2 separate regions of the Lactuca sativa genome follow, and region 1 is linked to region 2. Evidence: chromatin contacts called from public Hi-C data. All regions are on one chromosome and are shown on one strand. The core of a region is the stretch at or near the end of the contact, and the rest is flanking DNA. Distances in the headings are between cores, read along the strand shown.

Region 1 (5,068 bases), core at 872-3,371, 480 kb after region 2:
TCCGTTCAAACAAAATAAAAATAAAAATCCCGTTTTCTTACCTGTAACCCCATTCGTTGTCATACCACGAGACAAGTTTCACAAAGTTGTCATTCAAAGCGATCCCAGCCTTGGCATCGAAGATGCTCGACCTGCTGTCACCAACAAAGTCGGTGGATACAACATCCTCTTCGATATATCCCAAAATACCCTTCAATTTGCCTTCTGATTCCTCCCTAAATTACAAAAATGCCCCCACAAAGTTATTTCAAAATATCAGCATCGACTGAATTTTATTTTATTATAATAAACTAAGAAAACAAAAACTCTTACTTAATAGCAGCCTTGATCTGCTCATAAGTAGCCTTCTTCTCAAGTCTAACAGTTAAGTCAACAACTGAGACATCAACAGTTGGGACACGGAAGGACATTCCGGTCAATTTGCCATTAAGAGCTGGCAAAACCTTGCCAACAGCCTGCAACAAGAACAGGAAATGTAAGATTAGTTGGTGGTGGTGGTGGTGGCCGGAGAGTTCGCCGGAGAATCCTTACCTTGGCAGCTCCGGTGCTGCTGGGAATGATGTTGAAGGAGGCGGCTCTTCCACCTCTCCAGTCCTTCATGGATGGCCCATCAACGGTCTTTTGGGTGGCTGTAATGGAGTGGACAGTTGTCATAAGTCCCTCAACAATGCCGAATCTGTCGTTAATCACCTGAAAATTGTACAAAGTAATTTACAAGGGCTGAAAATGAAACAAAGACAAACTTGAAGGTTGGAATTGAAAATTGAAAATACCTTAGCCAAAGGAGCAAGACAGTTGGTTGTGCAACTGGCGTTGGAAACAATGTTAAGCTCAGGTTTGTATTCGTTCTCATTGACACCAACAACAAACATGGGTGCATCCTTGCTAGGAGCAGAGATGATGACCTTCTTAGCACCACCCTGATCATATATAAAACCAATCGAGAAAAGTCAAATAAACAATCTATGATCTTCTTGTTAAGAAACAGAAAAGGTGTATATATTTAGATCAAATCAAGTCAGACCTTTAAGTGAGCAGCAGCTTTGTCTTTGTCGGTGAAGACTCCGGTGGATTCCACCACGTAGTCAGCTCCGGCCTCACCCCATGGGATGTCTTCTGGGTTCCTGATACCGAATACAGTCACAGGCTTGTCTCCGAAGAGAAGGGTTTTCTCATCCTTCACCTTAAGTTCATTGTGCTTCCATTGGCCATGAACACTGTCGTACTTGAACATGTATGTCTGCAAGTAAAATAAATGGATCGGTTATTATACAGATTCAATACTATATAAATCCATACATCTACATTCACGAGGTAAACAGATCTTGTAGTACACTGTGATAAATGGATTTTTGATCCACTGATAGAATAATCATTTGTTTCATTCGAGTAACTTTTTATCATAAAAGGGAAAGAGATGATAGAGATTGTGCCAAATACGCCGAAACATACTGAGATCACGCACTCTATAAACCCAGACATCGATAGTGTGTTCATTCAAACTAAATAGCGTTCTAATACGTGATCCTAACTCCTAAGCATCAGTATGAATATTCCTGTTTGCAGCTTATCTAAGATCTATAATATTGAAGTGTTGATTAGCTAAAACAGCATTCGTTTATAGATCGAATCGTATTTAACACTAAAGTAGCAAACCAAAACGAGTAGTATACCATGTAATCAGTGGAGATGAAAGGATCGTTAACAGCAACAAGCTCAACATCATCTCTCTGAAGAGCAACTCTAGCAACTAGACGACCGATTCTTCCAAATCCTGTATAATATCAGTCGGATCCAGTGAATCAATAAGCAAGAAACCAAAAGGAGCTCAAAAACAGATCAAACCACAATTAAAAAAAATGTACCGTTGATTCCGATTCTAATCTTCTTGTCAGAACCTGCAAGTTCAAATGAAGCATGTAGAAGTTAGAATCGATCGAAAACATAGATGAATAGAGATGAGAATGAAGAAAACTAATCAAGGAACGACGGGATTACCCATGGCGATTGAGTAGAGTTTTGAAGGGTTTAGAGAGAGAAATAATGTAAAGAGAAATGAGTGTGAGAATGATATGAAAGACGATTGGGGCAACTGGTATTTAAAGCTTCGGCGGATGAACCGAAGCCGTGGGTGAACGTGACAGCGGTTTCAATTTACTGTCTTGGAGAAAAAGAAATCGGAAAAATTTTGAGATCGAGCCGTTGGAAATAAAACGAATATTCCATGGATCTTTTCTTAGGGTCAAAATTTGGTAAAATGTTAGGAAAATAATTTTTACTAGTCAAATTTGGTAAAATGTCGGGAAGATAATTGGGTATCCTTATAAAATATAAAAAGATTAATGTTAATTAAAAAAAAATTATCATCACTAATTGTCCGTTTATAATATTTTATAATACTCCCTCCGTCCCAAAATTATAGTCCATCTTTCCTTTGTGGTTTGTCCCAAAATAATAGTCCACTTCTAAAAATAAATAACATTTTTACCAAAATATCCCCTCATTATTACTTAAACAATTAAACATTTAATGGAACATTAAATATAAAGTAAGGACAAAACTGTCATTTTATTAAATAAAGTTAATGGTAATTAATGTTTTTTTTAATCTGTGTGTTTTTTGTCTGTGGACAATAATATTGGGACGGATGGAATATTATATTGAAGGGTATTTACGAATAAGGCTATTAAGAACAAACAATTCACCGAATTGACCACGGTTTTAAGAATTGTAACAATGATTATAAAAGTTATGTTTGACACATTATAGTGAATTAATAAATTATTTTATTTTTTAAGTTTTTTTAAGTTGTTATACGCTTATAAACTAGTTAATAAGGTAGCTTTTTAAAAAACTATCTAAACTATGTTTTTCATGACCTAAAATGTATCTTTAAGTCATTATAAAACACATATTCTTATATATGTCTTTTTATATTTATATTATTTTATATCTTTCAACTAGTTTATCAGCTAATTTTAATCAAATGCCATTTTTATCAGCTAGTCATTTTGCTAGTATGTCAAACATAGTCTAAATCCTAAATACTATGAATATCACATTCTGAAACATTCGATTTTTTTTGGACTATTAGAGAATTGGTGGAAATTGACATAAAGTAATCAGGAATTTGACATTACTGACTATAAGGTTGATTGATCCTCGTACATTCAAAATTTTCAATTATTAAAAACACAAAGAAGATTACCATGCTAAAGATAGGTTTGAAGTAGGTTATCATATTGGAGATTATGGATAAGTACATTTGTGTACACCTGCATCTTCTCATCGCCAAGCCAACAAAATTGTTTCGAGTCACATCATGAAGGATATATTGGTTGATAGTTTAAGAAACATGTTGTATGGAAAATCGATCATTCAAACTCTCAGTGACTAGTGTTTAGTGTTTATTATTCCTACTGCAAATCAAGACGAGTGAAATATACCTATTGGTGAATAAGGGCCCCTTTAAGAAGGTTTTTCAAGACCATATGTATATTAATTTTTAAAATCAAGAAAAAATAAATCCAAGAATAGTTATCTACATTAAGATGGATGACAACCATCGCTTAGAATACTTTTTCGCCGCTATCATTTGTGTGGTAAAAACAACTTTCTAAATACTATTTGTATTTTCATTGAAATATATTGATGTAATTAGTTTAAATTATGTGTGTCCACTTATTGTAATTGGCAATGCTTAACTAAACTATAAATACTCAAAACTATATTCCTAGAGTTTTCCACATATGATAACAACCAGATACTTCCACTAGCCTTCGGTGGTTGAAAATTATAAGTTAGAGAATCATATAATGGGGATAGAGTTTAGCCATTCTATTGATGTTCCACCTTGTTGATTATGGAGTTTGGATGAGATCCCAGCTTATATATTGTGAGTTAGGGATTTTCCAAACCCTAGTTGCTCATGGATCTAAATTCATACTCCATTTGATGTTTTGATAATAATACATTTTCATAATGGTATTTCATCACCAGTTGATGATTAGAGTTAAAATCTATAAACATTAATGTCATATTTGGTGTATTGGTGTCTTGTGGAGTTTATATGAAGTTTAGAGCTCAATGACAGTCCGTGATTGAGTTATAAACCTTCATAACTTCCTTATTCCATGTAATTTAAGTTGTACGGATGATATTCAATCCAATTGGTTTCAATTCATGAGTCATACATAATGATTTAGTGCAAATTAAGTTTTATGTGCTTATTAGCTTTTAGGTGAAGTTTGTGGAATGTTTTGGCGTTTGATGTTTATTCTAAGGATATAAACCATGTGGGGAGCCTTTATTATGTAATTTTGAGTGTTTAAACATTTATTTTAAGCTTTTAGATTCAATTAGTTCGGATTTGAGGTTTATATGCAAGTAGGATGGCTTAACGAGAATTAACCAAAAAAATGATTTGTTGTATAGGGGAAATGACGAGTCTAGTGGAGGGACATGATGTGTTGAAATGATATGTATCGTTTTTAACATTGCGATTTATGTATGTTTTGAGTCCATTTCTTTCCTTTGGTCTCATTTGGCTTCCATAATTGATATTAGGACACTTAAGGAAATTTGTGAACTTAGAATGATGGGTTGACCCAAATAAGGGTCATAATGATATTTTGTTTTTTATAGGGGATCTTGGTCTTTTATTTATAGTTCTTGCATTGACCGGTCCGGAATTAGGTGTAGCTATATTACAAGCTTATGTTTTTACGAACAAAAAGCTCCAGTCTTAACGCCCCTACTACTGTTGTGCAGCCTTTCCTCGGGTTCGTAGAGTCGGGTTTCCCGCTGTCTTTATCCTGAGAACCCTCGGGAATATTCAGAGACTCGGCTAATGCTACTAGGCCCACATTCGGAGACAGACCAAGCGCTTCTCTTACCCACTAACCATTTATTTATATCTATGAAAAATCCCAGGTGAGATTACCCGGATCATATTGTGACATCCTCTAATTTTCATATACAATTAAAACTTTTCTTTATGCTTTTAAAACCATTTATTTATATCTGCAAAAAATCCCAGTACAAAAGATCATTTTAATTACAAATGTCT
Region 2 (4,887 bases), core at 1,006-3,505:
AATCCAGGCGTTTTGAATCCGGCGATTGTTGTGTGAAGAAAAGTGTCACCGTGGTTGTTTGTTAATGGGATTAGGGATGGAGATGATGAAACTAAAAGCTCCACCACTTGTAAGTGACCATTATAGGCGGCAATGTGTAATGGCGTGTTGTCTTGTGTGTCTTTTGAGCCGATAAGATCATAAGATTCAAGTAAATACTTCACAACCTACACAACATGATAGCTCTTGTTAGGATCAATAATCACATGATCAACAACGTCCCTACATTTCCTTACCTAAAATAGCAACTTACTTACATTTTTTTTTATCGATAATAACATTCGTAAGCCAATAATAGCAATATAGTTAGGTTTCTTTACACCTAATAACACCATCCTTACAATTACTTACATAATAGCAACATCTCTAGTTTGTTGACATAATGCCGATAAATAATTAATTTCCATCCAGCAAAAAGGCAAATTTAGGTGAGAAATTTCAATGTTTTTGGCATAATTTCCAATTTTGGCCACACCTATAGAAAATAACAACTTTCACGTGCCAAAAAATATTCCAAAGTACATTATTTTCCTCATAAACGTGTTTTGCAATTTGCACTATCAATTGGTAGAATGGAAAATTGTAGGAAATCGTTTTTTATATTTCTTTACCGATAATAACGACAAAACTTATGCATTTTGCAGATAATATCAATTTGTAAACTCATAATAGCAACATACTTACATTTCTATACACCTAATAGCAATGTAGAATTAAACTTATTAGCATTTTACACTTTCAGGTTATATATTGTTATTATCTGCAAAAGAAATGTAATTAGGTAAACACTAATCAAAACAGAGTTATTAGCAGATTGAATACCTCAGTTTGACCTCTGCCACAAGCTGAATGCAACAAAGTAGAACCCTGCAAATCTCTATACATCAAAACATCATCACAATCTTCAAGAAGTTGTTTCAAGATTTCAAGACTCCCACCTCTAGCAGCAGCATGAACAGCTCTATTTATCATCTCAAATTTAAAAACAGACCCAACTTCTCCCCCCTTTGACCACAAAGAAAAGTCAAACAAAACCTGGAAAACCTCTTGATTCTTCCCCCTTGCAGCAGCATACAATATATCAGTAACACCATATTCGCCTTCACCAAAAACAAGCAACGGATCTCTTTTCAACAGTTCTTTAACAAAACCCACGTCACCGGCTGATGCCGCCGTGTAAAGAAGCCAACCACCGTATCCAGCTCTGATCAGTGAGTTACGGCCATGGCTGTTTCTGGGTTCACCTTCAAGAAGAAGTTTTCTTGCCACTTTTGATCTGTTTTTTGCAACATCGTTGAATTGATCTTCATCGTCCCACACCGTCTCCAGCCGCCGGATACGGCGGAGAGATGTTAGTTTTATGAGAAGGTTTGTGTCCAAATGAAGGAGTTCTCTCACCAAATCGTAGTGACCATTAGCTGCTGCTAAATCGATTGGAGATGCATACCACCATTGATCACCGGTGCTTTCCCACCTTAATGGAAAATATGAAGGAGCCATCGAAAAAAAAACAAGAGATTTAGGCACTGATTTTAGTAAAATCTAAGGGTTACACACAAATATTTAGGAACCCGTGAATTATTTTGATAGATTTGATCAAAGATGGAAGCTTTATTGGAAAACAGGAATAACGCAGAAAGAAGAGTTGATTTTGTAGAAATTTATGGGATTCTTTTAGAATTAAATTGAAAAGGGATTGTGTATACTACAAGAAACCTAATTTTAGAAAGCACAAATACATAGGCATGTTTTAAATTTTAAACTCTGGGTAAAGTTCAATTTGTTATGGTAATCAAAGTAGACCTAACTTGCCCAACACAAAGATTTACAGAACCCCCGAATTATTTCCAAGATTAGATCAAGATGAAAACTTTATTGGAAAACAAGAAGACCCAAAAAAGAGAAGTTGATTTTGAGGAAACCCAAAAGAGGATTCATGTGACAAAGGGGTATTGGAACTTCAAGAAAGCCGTGATTCTAAGTTTCTTGAAAGATGGAGGGATGATGAGTGAATCTGAGGAGATAAAGGGTATGATCAGAGAGTCACAAAAATGGAGGGAAAGGGGACAAATAAGACATAAGAAGAGGTGGGAAAGATCGGTTGAGTGGGGTGGCGGTGGGGGTAGGGGTAGATTAGTGGTTAGAGATGTAAACAAAACGAGTGAAGCCACATAATTTTCTTGTTTGTTCATGGATAAAGAATATTATGATTGCAGAGATGTGTGAATAGAGAAAGCTGGCTTTTTGTATAGTTGAAAATCGGGAGGAGATTCGTTCTGCCCGTGTATCGCACGTGACGGATCGTGTGTGTACTGTGTCTATTGTTTCCTCTAGTTGTGAAAATTGGCAACCGCTTAATTAATATACAATTTAATGAACTGGTTTTATTTTTATTATTGAAAAATGTTATTCAATACAAAACAATTTTGGTCGTCTCTTATATCGCCAAGGATATAAAACAAAGTAAATATTCACTTATTTTATCATCATGTATTACATTCTGTCTCTTAATATCGCCAAGGATATAAAACAAAGTAACATTCACTTATTTTATCATCATGTATTACATTTTTTACACCCGTCTTTGGGGTATTTTGTGACAATAAGACTAAGAGGAGTGCCGACAAAAAGGCCCGGCCTTTGCTCAACAATGGAACATACACAACCCCCCAACGGTGGCATGCCAAAGATGAGGCGATCAAACATCATTCCTACGTCGAAAAGATAGAGAAGAGACTGCATATTGGTATGTGCTATTAAATAGGCATCATTGCATTTCATATTTATGCCATGGTAAAGTTTAGATGAATCATATGTAGAGCTTAGGTTGAAGCCAAAAAGTTGATGTGACATGTTATGTATCACTCCCTCGAGCCTAAAGCTCAAGAGATGTAAGATGTGTAAGAGATGCAAATGGTGTAAGGGACGCAAAAGGTGTTAGGATGTTTGGGGGCCACATGTAAGCCAACTCTATATCCCACAACAGTAAATGTTAAAAGTCATGTTATTTGTCACCTCTTGCACCTAAAACACCTAGTATACCCATTATATCTAAAACATCTAGTACACTTACATTTTATATATATATATATATATATATATATATATATATATATATATATATATATATATATATATATATATATATATATATATATATTTATTATGTTGATGGATATGTTATATCTATGTGTGGTTATTTGCAGTGGATCATGGATGATCACTATCTTATATGAATACAATATATATATACACGAGCGAGAGTCATTATCCTAATATACACGCCTACAAGGTACTTATGGTTTCATGTCATTATCTATGCCAAATGTTATATTGATTATAAGTGTAATTTAGTCGATTTATGAATTTCATGAACTTTTGAAATCTTGAGTCTTATAAGTGTGTTAATTCTTATAAGTGTGTTAATGTAAGTTGTAATAATTAGAGGGCATAAAATGGGAAATTTTTGATTTTGAATGCCAACTTCATGATTTAGTAGATTAAGACCCATAAATGTTTGGTTAAAAGTATCTTAATGAAATTGGCATACTCTTTCCGTCTTCATGTGATATAAAGTTCATAAATTGTAGAGATAATATGTTGGAGTTATGATACTGCAAAGATGGATAAAAATTAGTGTAAAACTAAAAATTAGAAGCAAGGTAATATGTTAAACCATTGATTACGTGATGTGTACTATGGAGGTACGTGGTTTGTTGAACCAATTTTGATGTAGAATGGTGATGTACATTGCCATTTGTAACACCATGTTCCCAGGTATATTAATTTATGTTGTAACTTCTTTAATTATGTAAGGTGACTCGACGAGTTGGTGCTTAGACTCGTCGAGTCTCGTCGCGACTGGATGATGTGGTTAATGAGGGGACTCGACGAGTCAGGGGAGCGACTCGCCGAGTCAGAGCTGACGAAAGAAACCCTAATTTCTCGGGTTTGTGACCTATTTAAAGTCCCTTATGGCCTTCATTTGCGGCTACCAGTTCATAGAGAGAAACCCTAGAGTGTGTGAACGTTTTGAGAGAGAAAGGAAGCCATTCTTGACCTTTGTGGTGTTGTTTAGCAAGAAGAAGGAGGTCCTAGCCAAGAGGAAGAAAAGAAGGTTGCTATTCAGTGGATTTAAGGCTAAGATCATCACATTTGAGGTACCATTTCGATCCATCTTATGATTTATGAAGTATATATGGATTTAGGGTTTCATATGCTCTTTGTTGGGTTGAATTGATGTCCAAATAGTCCTTTCTAGTGATGAGGCTTTGGATTTGGATCCATAGAGGTCCAGAAAGCCTTACTCATCAAGCTTTATAAAGAGCAATGGAGGTCATGACATTGGGTTAAGGAAATTGGGGCTAAATCATCATATATGGTCATATAGGCGTTGCATGTGCATCGAGATAGAGACTTTACATGATTATTGAGCTTGGGAAGGTTGGATCTAAGGATTAGAGGAACAGATCTGACCTCAGGAGGTCTTTTGAGCTGAGCATGTCATGATCTCGCCGAGTCTAGGAACAGACTCGACGAGTAGGAGCGGGTTTTCCCCGGATATCACAACGTTGGTGACGCGCCGAGTTGGGGGACTGACTCGGTGAGTTAGAAGGGATTTAAAGGACTTGAGTTCACGACTGAACTCACCGAGTCAAAATCCGGACTCGACGAGTTGGGACGGGTTGTCCTGCGATTCACGATCAGTGACGATTTGAAGAGTAGAGGGTTGACTCAGAGAGTCAAGTGAGTGCCAGGATGACGAGGGACACACATAGACTCGCTGAATCACATTTGTGCACTCGACGAGTCTAGTCAAAGTTTGACCATTGACTTTGTTGACTTTTA

What was found. Hi-C and Micro-C count contacts between places; a contact is called where the count stands out from the background.
Region 1: a Hi-C map of leaf shows a contact between it and region 2, with 5 times the contacts expected there. The contact joins the promoter of LOC111918310 here to the promoter of LOC111918312 in region 2. A contact is called at or near these places in 2 of 4 Hi-C or Micro-C datasets (both in leaf).

What each region holds. Positions count from the first base shown.
Region 1 is chr8:280,443,861-280,448,928 of Lsat_Salinas_v11, forward strand. It overlaps LOC111918310 (glyceraldehyde-3-phosphate dehydrogenase GAPC1, cytosolic), which reads right to left and starts at 2,122. Exons shown (of 9, transcript XM_023913989.3): 1 at 1,999-2,122; 2 at 1,866-1,898; 3 at 1,674-1,774; 4 at 1,025-1,240; 5 at 774-920; 6 at 532-690; 7 at 313-455; 8 at 42-215. The coding sequence starts at 2,002.
Region 2 is chr8:279,964,394-279,969,280 of Lsat_Salinas_v11, forward strand. LOC111918312 reads right to left here and starts at 2,256. Exons shown (of 2, transcript XM_023913992.3): 1 at 862-2,256; 2 at 1-206. The coding sequence starts at 1,539.